2 separate regions of the Gossypium arboreum genome follow, and region 1 is linked to region 2. A link is a contact called in public Hi-C data. All regions are on one chromosome and are shown on one strand. The core of a region is the stretch at or near the end of the contact, and the rest is flanking DNA. Distances in the headings are between cores, read along the strand shown.

What was found. Hi-C and Micro-C count contacts between places; a contact is called where the count stands out from the background.
Region 1: a Hi-C map of leaf shows a contact between it and region 2, with 2.5 times the contacts expected there. The contact joins the promoter of LOC108457478 here to the promoter of LOC108454415 in region 2. A contact is called at or near these places in 3 of 5 Hi-C or Micro-C datasets (all in leaf).

What each region holds. Positions count from the first base shown.
Region 1 is chr9:332,298-338,404 of ASM2569848v2, reverse strand. It overlaps LOC108457478 (DNA repair RAD52-like protein 2, chloroplastic), which reads right to left and starts at 2,147. Exons shown (of 4, transcript XM_017756563.2): 1 at 1,712-2,147; 2 at 1,580-1,617; 3 at 1,415-1,506. The coding sequence starts at 2,070.
Region 2 is chr9:152,608-159,177 of ASM2569848v2, reverse strand. LOC108454415 reads left to right here and starts at 4,489. Exons shown (of 7, transcript XM_017752869.2): 1 at 4,489-4,980; 2 at 5,130-5,371; 3 at 5,706-5,802. The coding sequence starts at 4,570.

The DNA of each region.
Region 1 (6,107 bases), core at 898-3,397, 180 kb before region 2:
CTTACTTGTCAAATGTGACAACAAAGACATAGTTATTACCAATTCAAGCAACGCCAAGGCTAACTTTTATTGAAGCTTAAGAAAAGATTCCGAAATTTTGGCTGATGTCGTTGCAACCCTACTAAAAACCAGCATCTAGTTTCATATGACAGAACTATCATGTGCTCCTAGAAAAGGAAAGGGTCACTAGTAGTGTTCTATGCTATAAATGATTTTGATTTTCCTCATCAATGATAGTAGGTTTGAGATCTTAATACCTAGTGAATATTGAGATAAAAAAAAAATTTCTTGAGCATCATTCCAAAGAAGATCATATAAATTATAAAGAAGATAAAATGATAAAAAGAGGAAATGGAAAGAAACAAGAAACTAAAACAGTTTCTATAAAATTAATTAAGTAAATATTTTATAGGTTTAAAATTATTTATAAGTTCAAAAAATTCAAAACATAATATTAATTATTTCTTATTTTGTATTTATTTATTAAAACATACATCAAGAGAATGACAAATTTTAATTTACACATCATATGGCATCTGTCATTTCATGGCCATTTTCTAATAGGGATTTAGTTGACATAAAGCATGCTATAAAGTTTGAGACCAGTGGTGCTTAATTGAACTACAATTATATTTAGAATTTTACAGTTACATCACAGTTCAGTATCTGAAGTTCCACCTCCCCCAAAATACTTTAAACTTTTGCTTTCAAGCCAAGTTAATTGATTTTCAATTGGGAGTTGAGTATTTTCCGAGACATTCTACTTCAGATAGTGTGATTGTATGACGTAATCAAAATGCGTGGTGTAATCAACCCTTTGTGCGATTAAGGAATTCTACACATGATGCTTATGGTTTCTTCTGTTCTTGGTTGTGCAATGCAATCAAGGAACCAAAGGAATGAAGCTTAGGGATCATTCCTTTTTTATTCCCCTTTTGCTTTATACAAATTAAGCTATTTATTTGAGAATGAAAGATTATTGTTTTCAGTTTTCCCAAAAGCTAGTCCCGTTAGCTGTCATGGATCAGTCTCACTAAGCCTCGATATACAAATATATATATATCTATGAGAATCCCCTACAAGCCTCACAGTCCCTATCAGGCTATTGGATCATTCATATGAATGATATACTCAGCATCATCTCATCTAACAATAAATCTGAAAACATGGAACAAACATTGAATAGAAAACCTTAATGATTGTAGGCAACTCAGTCAAGATAGCTCCTTCCTATGAAATATATTATTTTTAGTTTATATTTCCCAATGAACTTAAAGGTGAGGCCAAATGTTCCTAGAAAAATGGGGACAGAAAGGAAGTAGAATGTAATATTGTTAGGTGTTTATAGTAAGGATGATGTTTTTATCATATAATTATAGGATAAAGAAGTAAAAGTGAGGAGAAGAAAGCATACTTCTCCATCAGATCCTCGAATAGTGAGTCGATATACAACAGTGATAGTTCCATTCTCAGAGAATATAACATCACGTACTTCTCCACACCATCCTGTGAGAAATATTGAATCAGGTTTGCAATTCAAGGAGGATATACAAAAGGAAATCAAAGGAAAAAGGCAAACCAGGGGCGTAGAAGCTCAACATGCGATTGGCATGGTACCTGAGGCAATCAAACAAGACCAGGTCAGATCAGATCGACTGATTTATCAGTAATAAGATTCCGAAATTCAAACATAAAAATTTAGCGGCGGTACCAAGGGAGAAAAGTGGAAGAAGAATCAGAAGGAGGCTTGACGATGTTATCAGGAATTCGCTTGTTGAGATCGCGAAGGATTTCAACTAGAGGACGAGTGATGTACGAAGAGTTTGATGCCGAAAACGACTTGTTGAGTGGCACAACGTAGTTTGAATTAGGGACTCCCTTTTTAGCATCGCTGCTACCATTATTGCTGCTTCTGCTGTTGCAATGGACAAGGCCGATGAATCGCGATCTCTCCCAGCTCTCGCCCCCGATTACCAACCGCCGCCCGTTCCTATTGTTACTATCCAACACTAGCTGTGGAGACCATTGTGAGAGGAAGACGCCACCGCCGATTCGCAATTGTATTGCCATTTTTTCCAATGGATTTCCAAGCTCGTTTGGTCAAATCCTTACTGCCCTATATTTTCTTTTTTTATTCCCTTTGCTTACTTGTTCTACTTAGAAATGGCAACTGGGTGGGTGGGCTGGGCGGGGCGGGGCGGGTTTTGCCCCGTCATCCCCTATATCTCAACCTAATCCAGTTTTGGTATAATTCCAAATTAATAGGGTTAATGTGCAAATTAGCCCTTATACTTTGGATAGTAATTGAATTTTGCCACCATATTTTTATTAGTATTTGTTAAAAGGTAAATTTATCACTTTCCTTTTAATTTAATTTTGCCATTTCACTTTTATTTGATTGAATTTTGAAACTAAAGAATTTTACTATTCAATTTTAAATTAAATTAAATTAAGTTAAATTTAATATAAATAATTTATTTAAATAATTAAAATAAATAATTAACATGATTTTAAATATAAATAAAATGTTATTTATAAAACTAAAATAAAGTATTTCTAAAAAATTCAAGTCTTGTTCATTAAATAAAAATTCCAAGTTAATTTATAAATTTTAATAATTTTATGAATTAACTTAATGTTGACCATTAAAATATGAAATAATATTTTTTCATTATTTTTAATTTCATTAAATTTTGTTTTCAAATAAAAGTTTGTGGAAAAATTTATTAAAATTCAAAATTTAGTAATTAATTTTTTTAGTAAAGAAAAACAAATATAAAAGCTAACTACACAAGAGTTCTTTGAGCAAGACTATTATATGCTTGAACAATAGAAGTGCCAACACCTCCCTCAGAATCACCTCAAATATCTTCAGGCCATTGTTTGTATCAAAGGTCATCTTGGCTAGACAGTCAATAACTTTATTACGGTCTTCAGGAAAATGTTGTATGATCCAAAGTTCTACATTCACTAGAAGAATATGGATATGTCTAATAAGAACAGAATTTGAACTCGTCAAGGAAGAATCCTGAATGATCTTGACCGCTTCCAAGTTATCTGTTTGAATCATCACACCCACATATTACCTATCATGAATGAGGGCCAATCCATCAAGAATACCCACAATTTAGCATCAAGAACTAAGTAGTTGTCCAAATGTCTGTTGTACCTCATAATCCACTCCATACTTTTGTTTCTTATGACTCTTCCTGGTGTAGCATTACCAAAAGGAATTTGAACCTCTCCATCAGTGCACAGGTTGATCTAATTTTTTGGAGCTTGAGTAGTTGAACTTGACTCCTACTATCTAGACAAGTCCTCTCTGTGAAAAGAAACAAATTGTTTGCCCAAATATACGATATTTTAACTATCTCACCTGTATTCCATAAGGCACCTTAAAAAAGAAAAAGGTTTCGATTCTTCCAAATTCGCCAGATTAGTAAGCCAAATAAACAAGACCGATTTACCTCATTGACTACTGATTTAGCAGGATTCTGCAAGTTAGACTTTAACCACTAAAGAAGGTCACCTGCAAAGAAACACCCATTAATTCCATCCAGAAGGACATGCGTCCAAATTTCTTTAGCTACTGGACAATCTCTGAGCACATGCAAAATGTCTTCAGAATGATGACCACATATACCACAAGAACTATCATGCCCTATACCCCGCTTAACATACTCTACATTAGTAACCATGCGTTGATTTAAGATGAGCAATATGAAAAGTTTGACTCTATGGGGTCCCTAAAATTTCCACGCCAACACATCCTTCATATTCCACGATATTTCTCGAATGTTCCAATACACACTTTTGAGAGAGAAAATACCATTCAAAGTACGAGCTCAAATAATCCTATTAGAACCTACAGATGGATAAGATGAGGGAATACCTACAATACGTCTAATTATATCTTTTGATAGCCAAAGACGAAAAAGATCCAAATTCCATGATCCCTCATCAGTGATCATATCACTAGGAAGACAGTCTAAATTAATATTAGCAAGGGTTGGAACTTAAAAATCAAAGGCCCCATATTCGAGATCCATAGGTCTCTCTAAAAACTAATATTGTTCCCATTTCCAACTGACCAAAGCAAACTTTCCCAAATTAGGGGCCATGCATTAGAAATGGCCTTTCAAAGAAAGGAACATCTCCTTCAAGAGATATTATCTGGTAAAGCCTCTTTCATACCATATTTGGACCGAAGAACTTGAACCCATAAGACATCCTGTTTGGAGGCTAAGTTATACCTTAACTTCATCATAATTGAGGTATTTTGGTTTCTCAAATGTCTAATGCCAAACCATTCACAAGAACGAGGTTGGCAAATAGACTCCTAATTAACTAAAGATATCTTCTGCCTACTATTAGATGACCCTAATGAATTGCCTGACGATACATTCAATCTCATCATATAACCCTTTAGGGATCATCATGGACTGCATGAAGTAATTAGGAAAAGATAGCAAAATTGATTGTGCTAAGGTAGCTCTACTAGCTAAAGATAATTTCCTAGCATCCCATCTGTTTAGTTTACTCTGAATCTTGTCAATAATAAAACTCAAGATACTATTCAAAATCCTTTCATGAAGAAGAGGTACCCCCAAATAGATGCCAATATTATGCACCCTCTGAAAACCAAGAATTTCGCTCAACTGCATACCAATAACATCATCCGTTCCTTTAGAAAAATAAATATTAGTCTTCCAAGCATTAACCCGGCGACTGGAATACCCACAAAACTTCTCTAGAATATCTTTGAAGGATCATAGTATGATAGAGATTTGCATGACAAAAAATGATAAGATCATCCGCAAAGAAAAGATAAGAAAGACTCAGACTAGATCTCGATAAATGAATAGGCCACTAAAGACCATTATCTATAGTATGATGAAAGCTATGACTGAGCCATTCCATGCAAAGAACAAATAGAATTGGAGAAAGCAGACATCTTTGCCAAATACCCCTCGTCGGCTTGAACTTTTGCATTGGAACACCATTCCATAACAACTGCATAGTAGAACTCGAAATAACAGATATTATAACACTTATAAGCATGTCAGGAATTCTTGCATCCTTAAAAGATGCCCTAATGAAATCCCAATGTACTTTGTCATAAGCTTTTTCCAAGTCAATTTTGACAGCCATTCACTTTCTATTTTTGTGCTTACTCATCATCGAATGAATGACCTCCTGTGCAATTAGTATGTTGTTAGTAATATTATATCCTGCAATGAAACTTGCATGTTCCTATCCTATGAGATTAGGAAACACCATTTTGAAATTATTAGCAATTACCTTTATTACCAATTTATATATCAAAGAACACAAACTAATAGGACGGATTTCCAACAACAGAAATATTTAGATTGAGAGAATTTTGTTCTTTGTTTCAAAAAAGTTTTTCTTGTGGGGCTTCGAGTTTTTCTTTAATTCTCTCCATCTTTTGTACTTTCTTTTATTATAGTGAAATCTCATTTTGCTCGTGGTTTTTTATTCTCTTGTGTAGAGTTTTTCCACACAAAATTTGTGTGTTCGATCATTTCAATTTTATTATATTTACTTGTTTGTTACATACATTGGTTAATTCCCTACATTTCCTAATAAATTATATTATAAGGAGTAATTTGGGCTTTATCTAAATTAACCAAATAATTTAATCACGATGATATTTTAAATAAAGTAAATAGAACAGTTGAAGCTATACTTATCATTTCCATTAATAAAAAGTAACGGACTACAACAATGCAATTGTGAAAAAATCTGTAGAAATGTCTACACAATCACACCTGAATAGGATCACAAAACTAAATCCAATTAAAGCAAACAAAATACTAATCAAAAGAGCAAACCTAATTCAAACCAAAACAATACCAACAAAAGGCTATAGAAAAGGTTATGCTTCTGCCACGCTTAAAACATGTTAGGTTCCAACAAAAGGCAGGAGAAAAGTTAGGGACAATAAAAATTCCTTAAACTTCACAACTTACAAATAATTCAACAAAGAGAATAACATAATCAATAAAGAAAAGTAGGGGGGATTTGGTGACCTAGTGGTGGTGGACGCAGGACGATGGTGAGTGTTTTGAGCTATTGAGTTACGG
Region 2 (6,570 bases), core at 3,240-5,739:
ATGATTTTAAAGATGTTTCTAAACTCTTAAAGTGACTTCAAACATGTTTTAATGATTTTATTTAGTGATTTAAAGTTTAAAATTCTTACGTATTCTTAGCTTTTCTTTATGTATATGTTTCGATAACATCTCTTAAAAAATGTTACATTTCTCCTAACTGCGGCTTTAGTTAGTACAACAGCTTTAAAAAAAAATTTCTATCTAAAATCGAACTTGATTAATAATTAATTAAAATCATAAAAGATATTTACAAATTAAAATTAAAATTAAAATGGTAAAATAACCATTTCAAATCAAAATAATAAAAATTATGCCCTATAATATTCTCGTACATTTTATTTATGATATTACTCATAAAATGTCTAAAATAATTAAATTGTGCATCACACAAATACATAACTAGTTAATCTAAGATTAAAGAGTGCATATTATTCATCCTAATATAATTTATATTTCACACAGAGAAAATATTGCATGAAATAAGGTTGACTTCGCATCATCTTGTATCACTTTCTAATTATTTAATAACAATTTAACAATTTTTTATGTTATTAATATATAATTTATATGATTTTTTAACTTGAACCGTAAACTTAATTAAAATATATCAAAATTATCATTAAATAATTAAAAAGAAATACAAATGGGTAACACCCTTCTTCAAACAATCCTACCTCTTGTTTTCTTAAAAAAAAAATATCGATAATAGCATATGGGAAAGGCCTAAATAATATTTTAAATGGGATCTAGCTAAGATAAGAGCTATAGACAATAACCGAAAGAGAATATTGATGTTTTGTATAATTGTGGAACGGTCCAACCATCTTTTGAAAAGTTTAGGAATGCAACAAAACGGTCATTTATAAAATATTGAAACAAAGTGTGAGTTGCTTGTTTTGCTCAAAACCCATGTGGACTGACACTCATCCCATGTTAGCATTAAAGAAGAAATGACAATGGTGAAGTTTTATGTTTATTGATTATAATATTAATTCATCAATCAATGAACATGTGTTTTGACACAAAACAACAAGTGAATGACTAAGCAAAACCCCATATCAAGAATCCAAGACATAAAATCATCTCTCTGTGTTGTTGGTTTGGAGTATTTTGTCAGCCTCATTTTCTCCCCACTAAACCACTACCATGGCATCAATTTTTTCTTAATAAAACTTACAACTTATATAAATTGGAAATGTCGCACCCATGCACTATCATCCGCTTGCCAATTCCTTACCTTCCTCCGCTACTACAATATGCCTAAATCCTCGACTCTTGCCTCAACTTCCATCGCATTTCTTATCTTGTTCTTCATGCTCCACATGAGTTGCGACGCACGTATTCTCAAGATACCGGAGACACACATGCACAGCAAGCAGCTTCTTTTACTTAAGTTAGGTTTTGATCTTCACCAACTTAAACGTTATGAAAACAATTCAACACATGTATCCGCTTCTGATAGAGTCTCACCAGGTGGACCAGATCCGCAGCACCATTTCTGATTTGCTCCTGTAAATTAGTTTATATACGTTAGATTAAAGAGTAAATTTTTCTTTTCTATTAAAAATTCAATCCATTCTACTATTAAAAATTGGTGCAATTGACTAAATAACCAGACAGTTAAACACGATGTATCACGTGTACCTCATGCTAACTTACAATGACCAATTTTTAAAAGTAGAAATGGATGGAATTTCTATCGGAAAGATTACTTTGCTCTTTGATCTAACGTATAAAGACTAATTTTTTATCTTTTTTAGCAAAGGAAATAAAGTACCGCTACAAAAATGTTACTGTGTTATGAAATGCACTTGCATTAATTTGTACCATCAAATTTCATCCATTAGTATCGATAATTAAAACTAAATTTTATTTTTCTTTTAATGTCATTAAATATCTTAATTAAGAATATTGGTGCAATTTATTGCAAACTCAGTTGCAACTCATCTCATTAGGCAACAAATTTGCTTATATTACCTTTAGCAATTTTCGATGTCATTTTATAATGAGATATTGCAACTGAAGCTACAATGTGTGAGAGATTGGTTGAATTTAAATCACGTTCTGTATCGTGAATTTATAATAATTTTTTTTTCATAGATAAGATGCTACGAACGTAGGATTAAATCTAAATTGTATAAACATTTGTTTATGTTCATTATTTAATATTTCTATTATAGTTGTTTGTTATAAGCTACAACTAAACAAAAAACTACTTAGTAGCATGAACAATTATAATTTGTATTCAATGAAATTCGGTAGTTAGATGTCGAATCATGGAAGGAAGTTGAATTGCTAAGTTAACTATACTTGATGGTTGGAATTATACCTACTAAAAAGCACATATGTCTTTATAATGCTGATGAATGAGAAGATATAGAAGGTTGTTTTATTAAATTGGTTGGGAACCTCCTAGTAATGAGATAAATGAAGCTCGCATTCCCAGACTTAAAAAAAAACCATTACAAATAAATTATCATATATTCATTACCATAAATATATCTCACAACTAATTTTAATTAATCACTATAATATTTAATATTATCACTACAATTTTATCTTAATTAATCTTATTATCTATTAAAAAAATTTTAAGAAAAACGTGTAGGATGAATTATGTTAAGTTCCGTCCATATGGCAACATTGGACTTGGGCCTATTTTGGTTTGAACTCCAAAAAAGTCTATTGTACTTAATTGATTTTGTATTATGGAGGTCCTTTAGTAGTTCGATTTTTTTATTTAAAAAAATAGTTATTATGTATTGGATAAAAAGTAAATTAATACTTTATGTTAAAAATTTATTCATTTTATTGTTAAAACTAGCGTTATTGATAGAATAATCGAGACAAGTAAAAGTGGTGTCTCACATGTACCACATTCTAACATATAAAAACTAATTTTTAAATGTATAAATTGATATAATATTTAATGAAGAGTTAATATATATATATATATATATATATATATATATATATAAAGGTACCTAGACAACTATTATGCTTACCTGCTACCTAAACCTTTTTTGAACCTAATCAGTACTTAAACTTAATAACTGTAAGCTAATTTATTTCTTTTTTTTTTTAGGTACTTGACTAACACCGTTAAATATTCTAACATGACACTGTCGACTAATAGAATGGTAAAACGTGTCAGCCTTATATTTTGACGCAAGGTTTAATTTAAAAATAAAATATTTAAAGTTTATTTTTAAAAGTACATCTTTTTGCCACATGTCAAAATATAAGACTACCACGTGTCACCATACAATTAGTTTTTAGTGCCACAATAGCACCATGTCAACATATTTAATGGTGTTAGTGAGGTACTAAAAAAGGTATCAACTTGTTTTACTATTGCCAAGTTTAGGAACCAGCTAGATTCAATAAAGGCTCAAGTACCAAGTATGTATAAGTTATCAAGTTCAAGTACCTTTATATATATTAACCATTAACAGAATGATCAATTTACTCTTTCATTTAACATATAAGGACTAATTTATCTATTTTTTTGTAGAAAAATGAATGCAATCTATCTCTTAATACAAAGATATCCAAGTTTAACTCTTAACTCTACAATGGTTTTACCTTGTATTCTATGTTGCACTTTATTTCCACAAGGAAATTTTATCCTTAAAAAAAAAAAAATATATATATATATATATATATATAAAGATTTTTGGCGACAAGTATAAGTGAATTATTGGATATTGTTTTGGTTGAAGAAAACATGCATTTCATTACTTAAGAAATAATGATTACAAATTTGTGGATAATTTTGCATCCAGTAAACATCCTCAATATAAGAAGAAACATGCTTGGCCAGCAGTTTGATTGCCATGTTGGAAAACACAGGATTGGAACATTCTTGCTAAACGATGGCCCAATATTAGACATGTTAAGCCTGTGATGTGATAACTTTAATAGCCTCCCCTTCCACCATAAATTTTTGGTGAGTCAGTTCCACACCTGCATCTTGAATTGTGCGGGAATTGATGCATACCTTTGTGGTCCGTAGCAAAGCAATGAGAGTCCATCGCTCATAAATGGTTGTGGACACAGGCATTTCAAGGATTCCTTCAAGCATGCTTACTTTGCTGTTTGGATGAATACTCAAACCACTTGATTGCACAAAAAAAGAATAATTTGTTGGCATCCATCGTCCCCAACTCTTCCCTAGAAGACCAAATGCATTCACTATGCACGAATGAGAACTAGTATATGGACTATATATGTCTTGTTCTAAAATCATATATCAATCTTAACATAATTCTTTTTATAGTTATATTTAGAATGATTTCCATTTTTAGAATGAAGTTTTAATAATAAATACAATGAAGTAAATATTATTTTAATTTACATTTGTTTTTTTAAGCAATCAAATATATTACTTAGAAGAAAATATGATGTAATTTTTGGTAAAAATCTAATTACATAATTGTTATAAATAAATTAACCTAAAACATCTACAAATTATAAAATTATATTGTTAAAAATTTTAAAAGTGATACAAAATTATCTCAATCTTAATTTCAGAAACGAGGATACCAGTTCCTTCTTAAAATCAGAACCATGGTGCTTCTCACCCCCAAGCTGAGGTTCTCACATCTTCCTACCCATTTTCACTTTACCAAGCTTCGGTTTTGCTTTTCTTCTTCTTCTTCTTCTTCTTCTTCTTCTTCGCAATTCTCTCCTTGGTCTGGTCTCCAAAGCTGGAGAGAGAGCCCACTGAACGAGGACCGATTTTTGGGAACCAGTGGCCCTCAACCTCTGTCCAACACTGAAGTCCCCAACACACCGGTCGCCCTTGAAGCTTTTGGTTCCTCTCTCGCAGAGCTTGGTTCTCTGGTTCTCTCTACCAGTGACCCCCTTACTAAATCCAAGCTCTCTCATTTGGCTTTCTCCAGGTGGCGCAATGAGGGTCTGCCCATTGGGCTCTGCCAGCCTCCTTCTCGACCTGCTCGCCCTACTAACCCTCAATTGGTTTGTTTCCCATTCAAACTTATACCGCATGGAATTGGAGTTTCTGTATAAATAGAATGTGTAATTCATCTTTGTGATCAATTATTCATTTGGGAGTTGCTATTGTTAGGTGAAAAGTGATTATTTTTAGTCGTTTTCCTGAAATGCAGGTTTCTCCAAAGGAGATTCCAGACCCTAAAACCTCTGGCCTGCCTCTTAATGCTTATCTGCTTCACAACCTGGCTCATGTGGAGTTAAATGCAATTGATTTGGCATGGGATACTGTTGTACGATTTTCACCCTTCTATCATATTCTTGGGGACAAATTCTTTGCTGACTTTGCTCATGTTGCTGATGATGAAAGCCGTCATTTTGCTTGGTGTTCACAAAGGCTTGCTGAGATTGGTTTCAAGTAAGTAGAGTTCTCGCTTTCTGCAGTGTGTTAATTTGCTATTTCCTTGTTTAAACGACTTTAATCTCTTTTCCCTTGACTTATTATCAACATATGCATTCTCTTACACTTAGGTTGTACCTTGTTAATCATTAATAAAGCTCTATTTCCATGTACAATCCTTTCCTTTTCAGTGTAGATATGTTATTTCTGCTTGTCTTTTCACATGATAAATAACTAGCATTTGTGTTTGAAGAACCAAAATATGCCATGAATTGGCTCACCTTAACTAATTTACACTCATCGTATGCACTTCCATGTGATTGTTTTTTTTTTTTCTTTTTCCTTTATCTAGTTATGGAGATATGCCTGCTCATAACTTACTTTGGAGAGAATGTGAGAAATCATCAGATAATGTTGCTGCACGTATGGCTGCCATCCCATTAGTACAGGTGATCTTTTACTGTTGACCAACTTTTAATTCTTGAAATAGAAGCTTCCTTAAAGTACTTTATGATTTCATGAAAGTAAATCTTGAGTTCTTTTCTCTGTAAAATGCAATTGCTCAAAATGTAATTGCCCAGCCTGCATATCCTACTGCTTTTCATCTAACTTGAACATTTCACAGCACCCATCTTTGAGTAGTGATTTAGGTGGATTAGATTTCACTCCAGTCTGAGATTTTCATAGCACTATAGTTGAGGACATTTCATTGGAAGTTCCATAAACCTAGATTAACTCAGTTTTCAAGTTTTTGCACCTGTAGTTTCTCATGTCCAATCTAATGCCTTAATAGGCTCAAGTCAAATTCAGGACATTTCCTAAAGAACCATTTATGATCTAGTCTTGGTCGAAGTTGAAGCTTAAAAAAATTGATCATCTGAAATCAAGATTGCTCTTGCTTCCTTTAAGTTTAAATTTAACCATTTCAATGTCAGGTCATATGCATAAAAGTTGCTTCCAAATTCCAGTTACCTAGGTTTTTTATTACCAGTCCAGTAATCTAGCTTGGCTATTATTTTTGAGTTTATAGAACCTTTTTTCTGCTATGCTTCGCAAGTCAATGTCATGGTGCTAGTCAGACCATTTTGTTTTAAATGCATTAGCCATTCTCTGCAGGATTCTGATATCTGTGTTATTATATTTGTTTCTAAATTTAGAAAAGAGTAAAAATTGCAGTTCATCCAGTTGATCCTTCCTCTTATATACCCATATATTTT